2 separate regions of the Pan troglodytes genome follow, and region 1 is linked to region 2. Evidence: chromatin contacts called from public HiChIP or PLAC-seq data. All regions are on one chromosome and are shown on one strand. The core of a region is the stretch at or near the end of the contact, and the rest is flanking DNA. Distances in the headings are between cores, read along the strand shown.

Region 1 (7,512 bases), core at 1,968-4,467, 100 kb after region 2:
TATCCACAGTTACCAACTTTGGGAAATTTAATATTTACCATTTATCTTTTAACAAAGATAAAACAACTTTTATCCGATCAACTTTCCATATTCCAATTTTTTTTTTTAGAAAAAAAAAGATAGGTTCTTGCTCTGTTACTCAAGCTGGAGTGCAGTGGTGCAATCATAGCTCACTGCAGCCTCAAACTCCTGGGCTCAAGGAATCCTCCCACCTCAGCCTCCCAAGTAGCTGGTACTACAGCCACGTGCTGCCATACCTGGCTAATTTTTTAAAAAGTTTTTGTAGCCCAGCTAGGTGGCTCACACCTGTGATCCCAAAACTTTAGGAGGCCCAGGCAGAAGGACTGCTTGAGGCTAGAAGTTGAAGACCAACCTGGGCAGCATAGCAAGACTCCATCTCTACAAAAAATAAAAATAAAAATAAATTTCTGTAGAGATGAAATCTCATTATATTGCCCAGGCTGGTCTCAAAGGCCTGATCTCAAGTGATCCTCCTACTTTGGCCTCCCAAAGTGCTGAGATTACAGGCATGAACCACCTCACCTGGCCCCAATTTTTTAAATAGTCCCCCAAAATGTCTGTTATATCACTTTTAATCTAGGATCACATATTGCATTGAGTTGTCATGTCTCTGTAGTCTCCTTTAATCTGGAGCAGTTCCTCATTCTTTGTCTTTCATGACTGACATTTTTTAAAACTACTAGCCAGTTTCTTTTTCTTTTCTTTTTTTTTTTTTTTTTTTTTGAGACAGAGTCTTGCTCTGTCACCCAGACTGGAGTGCAGTGGCGAAATATTGGCTCCCTGCAACCTTTGCCTCCCAAGTTCAAGTGGTTCTCATGCCTCAGCCTCCCAAGTAGCTGGGACTACAGGTGTGAGCCACCATGCCCAGCTTATGCCTGGCTAATTTTTGTATTAAGTTTCTTTTTTTTTTTTCTTGTGACAGAGTCTTGCTCTGTCACTCAGGCTGAAGTGCAGTGGTGCGATCCTGGCTCACTGCAACGTCCACCTCTGGGTTCTAGGGTTCAAGCGATTCTCCTGCCTCAGCCTCCAGAGTAGCTGGGATTACAGGCACTCATCACTATGCCCGTCTAATTTTTGTATTTTTGGTAGAGACAGGGTTTCACCATGTTGGCCGGACTGGTCTCGAACTCCTGACCTCAAGTGATCCACCCACCTCGGCCTCCAAAATGCTGGGATTACAGGCATGAGCCACCGTGCCCAGCCTGTTTCTTTTATACAGAGAAAATATTCCTTACTTGGGGTCTGTCTGTTTCTTTGTATTTAAAATCAAGTTATGTATTCCCAGCCACATCACTACATAAATGATGTCATGCTTTCTCTGGGGAGCATTTCTGGAGGCACATGATATTCTTCTGTCCCTCATTGGTGATGTTAGTTTTGGCCACCAAGTCAAGGTGCTGTCTGGTTTTCCCACTGCGCGGTTACAATTTTTCCTCTTGCAACGAATAAGCCAACTATGGGGAGATACTTTAAGCTATGTACATATGCTGCTTCTGTCAAACTTTCCCCCTAGAATTAGCATTCATTGATAATTCTTGCCCAAACCAACTTTTACATTGATGGTTGCAAAATAGTTATTGTCATGGGGGGAGGGGGGAGGAATAGCTTTAGGAGATATACCTAATGCTAAATGACGAGTTAATGGGTGCAGCACACCAGCATGGCACATGTATTCATATGTAACTAACCTGCACATTGTGCCCATGTACCCTAAAACTTAAAGTATAATAATAATAAAATAAAATTTTAAAAAATAGTTATTTTCCAACTCCATCAGCTCCCTCCACATTTATTAATTGGCATTCTCCCTTCTCCTTCATTCATTTAATTAATTAATTAATTATCTATGTATTATCAGTGTGGAGTCAGGGATTCCTATGTTTTCAATGGTTCATAATTCATTCCTGGTCATCTCCGCTGGGGGCACCAACCAGATAAAGTATACCTGTCTTATATGTTACAAATATTTTTTCACAGTTTGTCATTTCTCTCTCAAATTTAGTGTATGTTAATTTCTTCACTCAAGTTTTTCATATAGTCAGATTTATTAATATTTCCCTTTACATCTGGCTTAGAGATCTCTTCCCTACTCCAAGATCATAAACAAAACAAAAATTCCATGATTTCTTCTTTTGAGACAGAGTCTCGCTCTGTCACCCAGGCTACAGTGCCATGGCACCATCTTAGCTCACTGCAGCTTCAACTTCCCGAGCTCAAGCAATCTTCCCACTTCAGCCTCCTAAGTAGTTGGACTACAGGTGTGAGCCACCTTGCTGGGCTAATTTTTAAATTTTTTGTAGAGACGGGGGGGGGGGGGTGTCTCACCATGTTGCCCAGGCTGGTCTCGAACTCCTGGTCTCCTATCGCCTCAGCCTCCCAAAGTGCTGAGATTACAAGCATGAGCCACTGCGCCGGGTTTCATGATTTCTTTCACTACTTTTATGATTTCACCTTTAATATTAAAATATTTAATACATTTGGAATTTTGGTGTAAGAAGGGTAGAGATTCCACTTTCCCCCCAGCTGATTAGTCATTTGTTTGTATAAAATTCATTCATTCAATAATCCACCACACACACACACACACACACATATTTTCGTTATGTTCTATATTTCTTGTTATATCTTTTTTTCCTATTGAATCTTGATGCATCTTTTATTAGAACCATGGAGCCACAGAACTCCGATTCTCGGCAATGTGAGGTATCAGGCTATGACCTAAGGCTTGCAAGCAGAACTACCGCCAATCTGGCCTCTCTGGGGTTCCCTTCCTCCTGCAAGGTTGCACCAAGCGGCAGTTCGGGGAAATAGGGCCTTCAATTACCCAGTGTGTATCTCTTGAGTGTCTGTTAAATAATGGGGGGCAGGGCGGGGAGGAGGGGGAGAGGGAGGCTGTGCCTCATTCTTTGTTAGCCAGGCAGAGCGTTTATTTTCCAGGGGTTGTTTCCTTTATCTTCACCCTAACATTCAAACTTGACTTGAGTTTTAGCGCGCTTCCGCCCTACCTCCTCCCAAAGCCCTTATTTGCCCATCCTTGCCTACAAGCTCAGAACGAGCAGGCAACGGAATGGATGTCGTGGGAGCAGGCGATTGAGATGCCAGTGTTTGGAGGCTAAGGACTGGGGGCTGTGAGCGAGGACCTTCCCGCGTTTGCTCCGCGCCCCCGCAGTTTCCTCCGCGCCCACTAGAAGGCGCCGGGGCGCTCGCATTCCCCGCGCGGAGCCGAAGCAGCCGCAACGAGCCGGGAGCTGAGCCGCGCTGCGCTGCGGTGCGAAGAGCCGGGCGGCGGCCAGAGCCCTCCCCGCGCTGCCAGTGGGACGCGGAGCCAGGGATCCCCGGCTTTGCCCCGGGGCTGGGGTGCAACAGACTCTTAACTTGGTCGTCGCGCCCCGCCAACCGCCCCCGGGCAGGAAACGCCCAGAACCACCACCGCGCCGCGCTCCACAAAAGCCCCGGGAGTTCCAAGACGGGAGGGATCGGGCGCGCTCCAGAGGCAGGAGGGTCCCCCACACCCTCAGGCTCATGCCCAGCTCCCCCATCGGGCAGCCCCCAGCCCCATGAGGACCCTCAGGCCGGGGCGAGAGCCCGGCACAGCCCGGACCGAAATTTTGCCGCTGCCTTAGAGCGTTAGACAGGTCAGTGCCCGGGGGTGGGGGGCGGGTGGGATTGGTTGGTGAGGGGAGGAGGAGGAGGCGGGAGGAGGCGCGCTTCCCGGTCCACCCTGTCCCCCGCGCCGCTTCCCGAGGCCACTCATCGGGTCACCTCCGCCGGGGGCGCCCGCCAGCACGGGCGTGATTCTGCATTTTTTCCTGACAGGCTAGGTGTGGAGCCGCCCTCCGCAGCCCACCCCGGCCCAGGCGATGCTCGGACTGAGGAGTCGGGGGCGCGCCGGCCAGGGCGGGCGGCGGGCTTGGGGACTGCCACTGCCCTGATAGAGCGGGGCTTTTCCGCTCACGCACGGCCGCGTCGAAACCGCGGCATCCAAATGTCTTCAGCATTAAGATGCCAGGCCTCGGGTGTGAGAGGAAACCGAGATGCAGGAGAGGGCGAGAAGAAAGGAGGCCGGGAGACCCTGGGGCCTGGGAAGTGAGGGGAGGGGTACTGGGAAAACCGCGGCTGGCAGTGCAAACCCTAGCGCGATGTGTGGAGTGGAGAGCGCTCTTGGGAGCCGGCAGGAGCCTCTGAGGACGCGGGGGCCAAGGGCCCCATCCCTTGCCCTCCCTTCTTCCCTCCCTTTCTCACTCCCCATCCTACCCCCACCTAGGATGTGGCTGGGCCGCCGGGCCCTGTGCGCTCTGGTCCTTCTGCTCGCCTGCGCCTCGCTGGGGCTCCTGTACGCGAGCACCCGGGACGCGCCCGGCCTCCGGGTACCTCTTGCGCCGTGGGCGCCCCCGCAAAGCCCCCGCAGGCCCGAGCTGCCAGATCTTGCTCCTGAGCCCCGCTACGCACACATCCCGGTCAGGATCAAGGAGCAAGTAGTGGGGTGAGTGCCGACCGCGGCGGCGCAGCGCAGCGCTCGCTGGGGGTGGTCTGGGGGCTTTTGTTTCCTCCACTGCTGGGCTCAGATGCCTGCATTCTCCTAACGGGCTGTGTGGAGTGAAGTGGGAGGTGGAAGTGGGAGGCTGCTGAGGCTTGGGCTGGGGAAAATCTGTTCTCCCTGAACCTTGCCATGGGGATAAGGATGGGGATGGGCGTGGGAGGTTGTGCAGTCAAGGGAGGGCCCTGAAAGACTCCCTGAGGTCCTGATTCAGGTATGAGAAGAGGCTCCAGGTGGGGTCCTGGTTGGTGGGTAGGCAGCTCCTGAAATCCTGGTGATTGGCCCTATCCTACAACTCTAAAATCCAGATTTAGGGGATGGGTCATCCGATCCTTGGTCCCCCTCCCGAGGACTATTTGAAGGGCAGCATTTAAGGGGACAGAGCCTAGACAGACAGAATTGCAGGGCCAAGGTGTGGGGTGCTGTGTCAGTGTTTATGGGATGAATGGAGCTGTGTAGCTGGGCTCTGATGACCCTCACTACCTACCCCCTTCAGGCTGCTGGCTTGGAACAACTGCAGTTGTGAGTCCAGTGGGGGGGGCCTCCCCCTCCCCTTCCAGAAACAAGTCCGAGCTATTGACCTCACCAAGGCCTTTGACCCTGCAGAGCTGAGGGCTGCCTCTGCCACAAGAGAGCAGGAGTTCCAGGCCTTTCTGTCGAGGTACCAGCTTGAAAGAAGCGCATGACTCCACAGGGGGAGAGCAGTGATTGTGCCGGGAGGGAGAGACCCTCTCCCCCCCGACTCTGCTCTGTCCTCTCCTTCCTCCACTGCCAGGAGCCAGTCCCCAGCTGACCAGCTGCTCATAGCCCCTGCCAACTCCCCGCTCCAGTACCCCCTACAGGGTGTGGAAGTTCAGCCCCTCAGGAGCATCTTGGTGCCAGGTAGGGAGGAGGGTCCCAGAGGATGACCTCAGCCACAGTGGGGGTGGCAGAGCCCAAGGTTGGGTGGGGAAGAATGGGAGATGATTGGAATGGGAGGTGGGAACCTCTGATGAATGGGGGACTTAAGCTCAAAAGGGGGCTTAGGAGGTGGGAAGTGAGGACAGAAGGGACTCTAGGAATTTCAGAAGACTGTAACTGGGGAGTTTTGGGGGAAATAATCTATTCTTTGCTGACTAACCATTGGTTAAGTGGTGGTCAGGGCAGGCCATAGGGCAAGCTTTGATGGGACGGGCTCAAAAATCAGTCACTGTAGGCTATGTTATACAGTGTGCCCTGCTGAGGCCTCAATAAGAAGAATAGGTGGAAAGTTCTCTATTGTGTGTGGTGACAGCAGGGAGAGAAAATGAGAAAGAATTCAGGGCTGCCTATGTGATTCTGATCCCCCCACTCCTTTCTCCTAGGGCTGAGCCTTCAGGCAGCTTCTGGTCAGGAGGTATACCAGGTGAGAGAAAACAAGATGGTAAGGAGGCCAAGTAGGCATCAAGAATGCTGGGAGGGAGGCAGGGCTACTAAGGGAAGGATGGGCGAATCAGGGAGGCAAGAAGTGGGTCTGGGGCCTAACCCTGCACTCTCCAATCCCCTCCTAGGTGAACCTGACTGCCTCCCTAGGCACCTGGGACGTGGCAGGGGAAGTGACTGGAGTTACTCTCACTGGAGAGGGTCAGGCAGATCTCACCCTTGTCAGCCCAGGGCTGGACCAACTCAACAGGCAACTACAACTGGTCACTTACAGCAGCCGAAGCTACCAGACCAACACAGCAGACACAGGTGCGAGGCCTGGGTGGAGAGAGGGGCAGGCTGGGCAAACAGAGAAGAACCAGAAAGGCTGGAGTGGGCAAATGGCAGAGGGCATGGGAGGCATCTGGGCTATGGCCAGAGCTGTCCAGCCACACAATGGGTGCTTCAACTGGACCAGCAGGGCCAGAGGGAGAAAGGGGGCCTTTGTTCATCTGGGGCTGGAGCAGGCCAGAGGGAAACCCGAGCCTTGGGTGTGTCTCCCCTTTAGGCCAACTGTGGGGGGCCCCAGGAAGAGACTTGTCTAAGGAGTTAGAAGACTATATTCCCAACCCACCCCTTACTAGAGGGCAAAGGTCTTTACTTTCCTGAGATCCCATTTCTCTTCCAGCAAAAGAGGCCTAAAAGCCCTCTTTGCTTCTCCCCAAAGCTGGTTTGTTGCACTAAGTTTGCTTCGACCTTAAGGCCTTTGCACTTTCTATTTTCTCAGCCTGGAATGCTCTTCCCCAGATTTTTGCAGACTGGCTTCTTCTTGTCATTTAGATCTCAGTTCAAATGCCTCCTCTTCACTATCACATTACTTGTTTGTCTTATTTTCCACTCAATACTTACCAGTATCTGAATTTTTTAATTTACTTAGCCTGGCACCAGACTGACTAGGTTGCTATCAGTTTTGTTGCTTAATAGTTGTGTAAATGTGGCAAGTTACTTTTCTGTGTCTCAGCTTTTTTTTCTGTTGTAGGAATCTACTTAATAGGGCTATCATGAGGATAAAATGAGTGCATATATTTAAGGTAATTTTTTAACGGGTCTGGCACATAGTAAGTGCTCAATAAAGGTTAGCTTTTACTTAAAATTTTCTTTGTTGTTTTTTCTCCTACCCATTAGAATGTAAGTTCCATGAAGGTAAGAACCTTCTGTTCTTGTCCACCAAGGCCTAGAAAGGTGGGACACAGAGTAGGCACTTAAATATTGATTGGCTGAAAACAGAATGTTATCCCACCCTTCAGGGTCAAATGCCATGTCCTTTCTTCCCAGTCCGGTTCTCCACCGAGGGACATGAGGCTGCTTTCACTATCCGCATAAGACACCCGCCCAACCCTCGGCTGTACCCACCTGGGTCTCTACCCCAGGGAGGTGAGGCTGGTAGGGGCAGGGACATATTAGAACCAGCCTTGGTGGGGAGCAAGTTGGGAGAGGGCAGTCCGGGGAGGGGATATCTACCTGTTCCCCTCTCCCAACCCTCCTTGTCTGCACCCAACCCTGTGCCCCCAATC
Region 2 (7,895 bases), core at 9-2,508:
GTGAGTGGGAAAGGGAGCTGGGTCATGAGAACGGGAACCTTCCAGGTACCTGGGGGAGACAAGAGATCCTGGGGGAAGGGATTTCAGGGCCCCCACTTTCCCACTTCATCTTCCCCAGAATTGGCAGTGACCCTGGGTTTGCTCTGTTTACCGCGGCCCCTGTCCACCCAATAGATCGATTTTCACCCTTATCCCTAAATGCCATACCTCACAATCGCGCTTCCTAACCTTGGTGCGCGAGAGGAGGGGGCTAGGTTGTTGGAGGAGGTGAGTCCAAGTCCCAGGAAATCCAGCCCAGGATTTGGGAGAGAAATCCAGCCCTGGATTTTGCACCGCCCTCGCAGACATCGGTGCTGGTGGAGAAAAGGTGGGGGGGAGATAGGGTGGGGGGGCCTGGGGGCCGCCTCCTCCTCAATGTGAGGGGAGCGCCCGGACACAGCGCGCATCCGGACCAAGCCGAGCCCAGGCGAGGCCCCCGGACTCTTCGCCCGGATCTCACGCCCCTCCCCTCCCAGACCCCAGACCCGTGGGTTCCCACCCACCTCCCGTTCCCTCTTTCCTCCCCCGCCGCCTCCTGTATCTCCATCCCCAGCATCCTCCCCGCGCCCCTGCGAATCCCCCGCACGGCCAGCCCCACTAGCTTCCCACCCTCCTCTAGACCCTCTTTCCGACCGCATCCGCGGCTCCTGTCCCTTGAGTCCCAATTCCCCGCCCCTGCCTCCCCCGCACAGGTTCGTTTCCCCTAGCCTCCGCTCCCCTTTTCTGCTCCCTTTTCCTCTCTCTCCCCCATTTGCCCCCACTACTGTCCTCCCCTCCCTCCCCCACCCATCTCAGCGCCCCCACCCAGGCCGGGGTGGACGGTCCGGCGCGCCTCCCTGGAGCAGCACCAAGGTCCCGGGGCTCCAAGAGGGTGGGGGCGCAGGGCGGGGAGCATGGGGAGGGGGCGCCCCATGTGATGGGAGGGGGGCGCAAGCGGAGGCGGCGGAGGCGGCGGCGACAGCGGAGCCGGGCCGGGGGCTCAGCGGGGTCCGGGGGCTGGGGGCAGCGAGCAGGGCGGCCCCATGGCCGGGCCCCCCTGAGGCAGTCCGGGGGAGTCCCCTCCCCTCCCCAGCTCGGGGGTCTCCGGGCCCCATGAGCCGGGGCGCGGGCGCGCTTCAGCGCCGGACAACGACCTACCTCATCTCGCTGACCCTGGTTAAGCTCGAGTCGGTGCCTCCGCCGCCGCCTTCTCCGTCTGCGGCCGCGGCCGGCGCCGCCGGTGCCAGAGGCTCCGAGACTGGGGATCCTGGCAGCCCCCGAGGCGCGGAGGAGCCGGGCAAGAAGCGGCACGAACGTCTCTTCCACCGGCAGGATGCGCTGTGGATCAGCACGAGCAGCGCGGGCACCGGGGGCGCGGAGCCCCCAGCCCTGTCCCCGGCTCCGGCCAGTCCGGCCCGCCCAGTCTCCCCCGCTCCCGGCCGCCGCCTCTCCCTCTGGGCCGTCCCTCCGGGACCCCCGCTCTCCGGGGGACTGAGCCCCGACCCCAAGCCTGGGGGCGCCCCCACCTCCTCCCGGCGCCCCCTACTCAGCAGCCCGAGCTGGGGCGGCCCGGAGCCCGAAGGCCGGGCGGGCGGCGGCATCCCTGGCTCATCCTCTCCGCACCCTGGCACTGGCAGCCGGAGGCTCAAGGTGGCGCCTCCTCCGCCGGCTCCCAAGCCTTGCAAGACCGTGACCACGAGTGGAGCCAAAGCCGGCGGGGGCAAGGGCGCGGGTAGCCGCCTGTCATGGCCCGAAAGCGAGGGCAAGCCCAGGGTCAAGGGGTCAAAGAGCAGCGCTGGGACTGGAGCTTCGGTCTCTGCCGCCGCCACCGCTGCCGCCGCCGGGGGAGGGGGCGCTACAGCTTCGACCTCTGGTGGGGTCGGGGCTGGGGCTGGAGCCCGAGGGAAGTTGTCCCCTCGGAAAGGCAAGAGTAAGACCTTGGACAACAGTGACTTGCATCCGGGACCGCCTGCCGGCTCTCCTCCTCCGCTAACCCTCCCACCAACTCCGAGTCCAGCCACTGCTGTCACCGCTGCTTCCGCGCAGCCCCCCGGGCCTGCACCTCCAATCACTCTGGAGCCTCCAGCTCCGGGGCTGAAACGGGGCCGGGAGGGGGGCCGAGCATCCACTCGTGACCGCAAGATGCTCAAGTTTATCAGCGGCATCTTCACCAAGAGCACAGGAGGGCCTCCTGGCTCCGGGCCCCTTCCCGGACCCCCCAGCCTGTCTTCTGGCAGCGGGTCCAGGGAGCTGCTGGGCGCCGAGCTCCGCGCTTCCCCTAGTGAGTTGAGTCAGGGCTTGAGAACAGGGAGGGAAGGGTACCTGGAATGCTCAGCTTGGGGTGGAGGAGCGAGGTCCAGGAAACTAGGGAAGCTTTTCTCTGGGGTGGGCGGATGAACCAAGCTCACTCCTCTGCCAAGGATTGGGGCAAAGAATAGGAGTCCTGAAGCGGAGCGAGTAGCTGCATTGTGCGACAGGAGAAAGGACTTGATTTCAGAGGGACTCAGCCTCAGAGCTTTCTGGGAAAATAATGTCCTTGATCAGAGTGACTAGAAAATTGCTCCCAGAGAAGCCCAGGACCCCACTTCCAGCCTCAGCTGAACTCTGGGAGCATGGAAACGGGGCTTTGCCGTGTTTAGAGCGACGTTGAAGGTGAAGGGGATGAGGAAGCCTCAGTTTCCCCTGAGCACTTGGGGCAGGTGGCATGACAGTGACCTTGCAGGCAGCTTCTCGCCAGGGACTAGTCGTCCCCTGGGCTGAGAGCAGGCTAGTGATGTTTTTCGTGCGGTGAAGGCGGATTGGGCGGTACGCGAGTCCGCGGGGGCTGGAACGTGCAGAATACTTAAATGTGAAGTGAGAGGGGGCGGATAGGAAGCCTCACTTCCCCCACTGCCCACCCCCTCCCCAGAGCCGCATTGAAACCCACCCGGGGCTGACCCTGGAGTGAGTCAGGTGGGGCGGAACTGCTGCAAAGGCAATCCGTACCCCGGGAGACTTGGGAGGCGGTACGGGGAAGGTAGTGTTTTTTACGGGGGCAGGGTGTCTATTATTATTACTATTTTCCTACTGGAGGAGATAGGCAGGAGACTCTTGGTTCGGCTCACACTCCCGGGAGAGGAGGCGGGTCCGGGAGCGGAGGCGGCCCCCGGGGTTTGGCTCCGGAGCGGGTGGGAGCAGATGGCTCCGGATCCCAGAGTTCCCGCCGCAGCTGCGGCGCCCCGGGAACGTCCGGCCGGTGTCAGGCGCGGGGGCTGGACCTGGCTGGCGGAAGGAGCATCCTTTCCCCCGGGCCTGTGGCTTCTCTCGGCCAGGCGATGGAGCCCTTCCCCACAGTTCTTTTGGAGGGCGTTTGTGGGGAGGGTGTGGGAGATGGAGGCATAGGAAAATCCTAGCTCTTTCCCTTGGGCTGTGGGGAGGAGTCCAGGGCTACAGTGCCGTTGACCTTGAAGAAGGGGAGGGAAACCCCTCACCTCAGTTTCTCTCCTGTGGAATGGAGGTTGGGGAAGACACACTCTCTTCTGTGTTTCAGCACCTCCTCCCAGGGTCTGCCCTGGGAACCAGTGGGTTAGGGAGGAGCTCCTCTTCTATTCTTTTTCCAGAGGGAAGAACCTGCCACTGTCAGAGCCCTGGTCTCCCTGTCTGGGGCCGGGACCCGCGTTTGGGGATGTGCTTTAAGGGAGATGCCAACTGAAGTATTTTTGTCTTGCTAGCTCCGTTGCTAAGCAACCACTGAGCGGCAGCAACAGCTGGGGGAGAGTGGCTGGGATGGGAGGCCTGGGGACCACCCTCAAACCTGTCTGTTGCACACACCTCTCCAGTGCAGGCAGGGTTGGGGGGGGGTTGGAAAGCTGCAGAGGGAGGAGGGGTGGCTCAGTGTTGGGGGTCCTTCTGAGCCAGGAGCCTCCCCTCTTACTGCCCTTCTCCCGTTACAGAGGCTGTGATCAATAGCCAGGAATGGACTTTGAGCCGCTCCATTCCTGAACTGCGCCTGGTAGGTAACCCAGTCCCCTTGCCTATAGGGAAGGCTGACCTCCCACCCACTGCACTCTCAGCTCTCTCCCTTCACCTCTCCTTCTCTCTCTCTCTCTCTTTGGGAATAGGGAATCGTTTTCCAGTTCTCCTGAGAGTCTGCCTTCATAGCACCAACATGGGGTTTGCTACAGCCTCCTCACAAGTTTTTCCTATCTAGTCTTTATGCAGCCATCCCCTTTTTCCTGTTTGTTCATGGTCCTCCTCCAGGCTTCTCATTTCTGGTATCTGCCCTTTGGCCTTCATGTTGTATTGCCTAGAATTGGGTAAAGTTTTCCAACTAGTGCCTAGAGCTGTGACATGCTACAAACACACACACACAGAGACACACACACACAATATATCTAGTATGTTTTCTAAACAACCCAACACACAAAAAAGCTGGTACTGAATTGCTGACATTCTTCAGCTCGTGCTCCACTTTGAGCTTGGGATCATTTCTTACCACACTCATGCCCTGATCCTCCCAACTGCTCCGATCCCCTCAGCAGCTCTGATCCTCCCAACTGCTCTCTCTCGAATGACTGTCATCCAGGCCCTGTAGGGTCGTGCTTGGATGACTTATCTCTCTGGGTTTTCTGGAGTGTCCAGACCCATGCATCCTGCCTTCTCTTATATCCCACAATTTCTGCTCCACAACCTTGCCCTCAGGGTGTGCTGGGCGATGCCAGGAGTGGGAAGTCATCGCTCATCCACCGATTCCTGACTGGCTCATACCAGGTGCTGGAGAAGACAGAGAGTGAGTTCTGAAGAGCCATAGTAAGCTAACCATTTGGGTCAGGGATCCAGGAGTGAGATCAATGATTAGGCAGGTGTGGAGACCGGGGGGAAGGATGAGGCCATAATAGCAAAAGCACTGGGAGCATGGGGAGGTTTGGTGATCTGTCACCTCTGACCTGTTACCCCTTCCAACTCTTCTGGACAGGTGAGCAGTACAAGAAAGAAATGTTGGTGGATGGACAGACACATCTGGTGCTAATCCGAGAGGAAGCTGGGGCACCTGATGCCAAGGTGAGGGTGGAGGTGGTGGGGGACAGGCTGGCTGGGGTCAGCACTGGCCAAAGGAGAGGGCTCTGGTTTCCCAGGTCTCCATCTGGATTGGGTCCAGAGGAGTAGACCTGTCTGACTTTCCATTTGCTCCCTCACTCCCCGCAAGTTCTCAGGCTGGGCAGATGCTGTGATCTTCGTCTTCAGCCTGGAGGATGAGAACAGTTTCCAGGCTGTGAGCCGTCTCCATGGGCAGCTGAGTTCCCTTCGCGGGGAGGGACGAGGAGGCCTGGCCTTGGCACTGGTGGGGACACAAGGTAAGGAGGGGTTAGGAAAGCACTGCTTTCAAGGGAGGCCCTGAGGAGGCTACTGGGATATTGCCCAACATGGGTGAGAACTTGGTAAGGTGTGGAAATGGCCACTTGGATTACAGTACCCTTCTGGAGGGAGCCTGGTCTCCAAATAAGGGAGTCATGAAACCAAACAATAACTTCCCAAGGTCTGAGCAGAGAACAGGGGATCTCCAGGGAGGAAAGGACAGCTATAGTAGCCATCTCCTTGCCTCTCCTGAAATGTCACCTACCTTGTGTTCTGACACTGCCATTTCCCAGTGCCACCATCCTAGGACACAGAAAATCTCAAGTCCTAGTGTGGATAGGAAACCTTTTCCATCTTCCTTTTTGCGACAGCTGGGTCAGGCTGACACCTTTTAAAGGAACTTATCCAAAAACAAAGTGAAAACACAAAGGAATTGATGATGAAAAGAAGAGAGCAGAAAACCTTTTAGTTCTCAAAGAAGTGACTCAGAGGCTCCCAGACTCTGCCAGGGCCAGGAAATGCTTTTCCAGCACTCCCCTGTGTCGAGCTGGTGGGACTTGGTCTGGATGCCTGTTCTGCTGGTGCCTATCTCCACCTGTTGCTTACATCCTGGTTTCTTGCTGCAGAGTGGGCAGTCCAGCCATGACCCATGGGCACCCAACCTTTTCCTAGTTCACAAGCTGGTGTCCTCCCACCAGTTCAGGGTTCTATGGATTTGCAGGGCAGGGTGATTGTCGCTCGCGCCTGGGTCTCAGCTATGTAGACCTTGTCAGGAAGCACCACTCAGCAGCTCTGGAGTATTCTTTGAGGACACACACACACACACACACACACCTCACCCAGCTAGGTGTGTGAACTGGGCCCAGTACTCAGAAAGGGCTTATGTACTCCCATTCCACCTGGTCACAGAAAAGATGATCTCTCACACCCCATCCCCAGTGGACCCAGCCTGAGGGCCCAGTGCAAGGATAAGGGAATTGTGAAAAATCGAACAAGGTGGGGCTCCTTGTTCAATCCTGCCCCTTTCCTGTCCCCTCAGACAGGATCAGTGCTTCCTCCCCTCGGGTGGTGGGAGATGCTCGTGCCAGAGCTCTGTGCGCGGACATGAAACGCTGCAGCTACTATGAGACTTGTGCAACCTATGGGCTCAATGTGGATCGGGTCTTCCAGGAGGGTGAGTGTAGTGATCTCCAGCATATGTGGGAAGCCAGAGCAAGGGGCCTGGGATATTCTCAGTGGTCAGGCATCCAGACCTCTCTCTGTGAGTGACAGGAAATTAGCCTTTGTGGGAGGGAGGAGAGATCAGGGAGGCCAGAGAAGGTTTGCTTAATAGTCGCAAGGTCTTTCTGGGCTGGAGGAGCTGGCAAGGCCACAGGTGGCATGGAGGCCACAGTGACAAGGAAGTTGGGTCCTGTGTTGTCTACTGGGGATTTCTCAAAGCTGGGCATGGAAGGGTGGTCTTGGGTACCTGGCCTGCTCACACCTTCCCTCAACTCCCCTCAGTGGCCCAGAAGGTGGTGACCTTGCGCAAGCAGCAACAGCTTCTGGCTGCCTGCAAGTCCCTGCCCAGCTCCCCAAGCCACTCAGCTGCATCCACTCCGGTAGCTGGCCAGGTGAGTTGGGGTTTCAGAGTCTGCAGAGGGGCCGGTAAGATGCAGAGGGGCTGGGGATCCTAGGACAGGTACAGAGTACCCAAGGAGGTTCAGGGAGTGGGGAAACAGATGGAAATGGCAGTGAAACTATTGGCAGAAAGTGCATTGGACTGGGAATCAACCAGATTTGAGACATCTTTTGCAGTGTCCTTAAGCAACTCACCTAACCTCCCAAGGCTATCAGGAAGATTGTATGACACAATACTTGTGAATCAACCTTTACAACATTTAAAGCATTGTCACAATGTTAGTGAGGATTTTAAAAAATTATTAATGACAACATAAATAAATGGTGAGGTGATCAAGGAATGTCTCAAATTCCCCATAACGAGATATGAGTGTAGCTTGGTGGAGTAGGGGGCATCTCAGCTCTGCTGACTCTTCCATATGTGCCCAGGCTAGTAACGGGGGCCACACTAGCGACTACTCTTCTTCCCTCCCGTCCTCACCGAATGTTGGTCACCGGGAGCTCCGAGCCGAGGCAGCTGCAGTGGCTGGATTGAGCACCCCAGGGTCCCTGCACCGGGCAGCCAAGCGCAGGACCAGCCTTTTTGCGGTATTGGACATGGACATGCTGACCCCCATCCTCATGTCCCCCATGACCTGCCCATCTTCCCTAGTTCCTAGACTCCTCTGTTGGGCCCTTCTTCATCTATCTTCCCTATCGTCACATCACTGTATCCCTCTATCCATCCTCAAACTGATTCCAATAACCATTCCAGAATCGTCGGGGTAGTGACTCCGAGAAACGAAGCTTGGATAGTCGGGGAGAGACAACAGGGAGTGGGCGAGCTATCCCCATCAAACAGGTGAGTGATCCAGGGGCTGGGACAGGCTAGGGGCAGCTGGTCTTAGTTGGCTTTTTTCCCACATGTGTCTTTCCCCTTTCTC

The links. HiChIP or PLAC-seq counts read pairs in DNA pulled down with a chosen protein or histone mark.
Region 1: a contact with region 2 is called in an H3K4me3 HiChIP or PLAC-seq map of stem cell-derived excitatory neurons, with 2.3 times the contacts expected there. The contact joins the promoter of B4GALNT1 here to the promoter of TSPAN31 in region 2. A contact is called at or near these places in 1 of 7 Hi-C or Micro-C datasets (induced pluripotent stem cells) and 1 of 1 datasets of contacts at active chromatin or transcription factors (stem cell-derived excitatory neurons).

The regions. Positions count from the first base shown.
Region 1 is chr10:38,395,903-38,403,414 of NHGRI_mPanTro3-v2.0_pri, forward strand. It overlaps B4GALNT1 (beta-1,4-N-acetyl-galactosaminyltransferase 1), which reads left to right and starts at 3,218. Exons shown (of 11, transcript XM_063785523.1): 1 at 3,218-3,656; 2 at 4,286-4,504; 3 at 5,055-5,219; 4 at 5,334-5,440; 5 at 5,902-5,942; 6 at 6,088-6,268; 7 at 7,274-7,372. The coding sequence starts at 4,287.
Region 2 is chr10:38,292,923-38,300,817 of NHGRI_mPanTro3-v2.0_pri, forward strand. It overlaps TSPAN31 (tetraspanin 31), which reads right to left and starts at 1,259. Exons shown (of 6, transcript XM_009425033.5): 1 at 1,177-1,259. It overlaps AGAP2 (ArfGAP with GTPase domain, ankyrin repeat and PH domain 2), which reads left to right. Exons shown (of 18, transcript XM_054664193.2): 2 at 3,951-4,009; 3 at 4,699-4,786; 4 at 4,973-5,058; 5 at 5,204-5,351; 6 at 6,392-6,526; 7 at 6,856-6,965; 8 at 7,402-7,560; 9 at 7,727-7,813.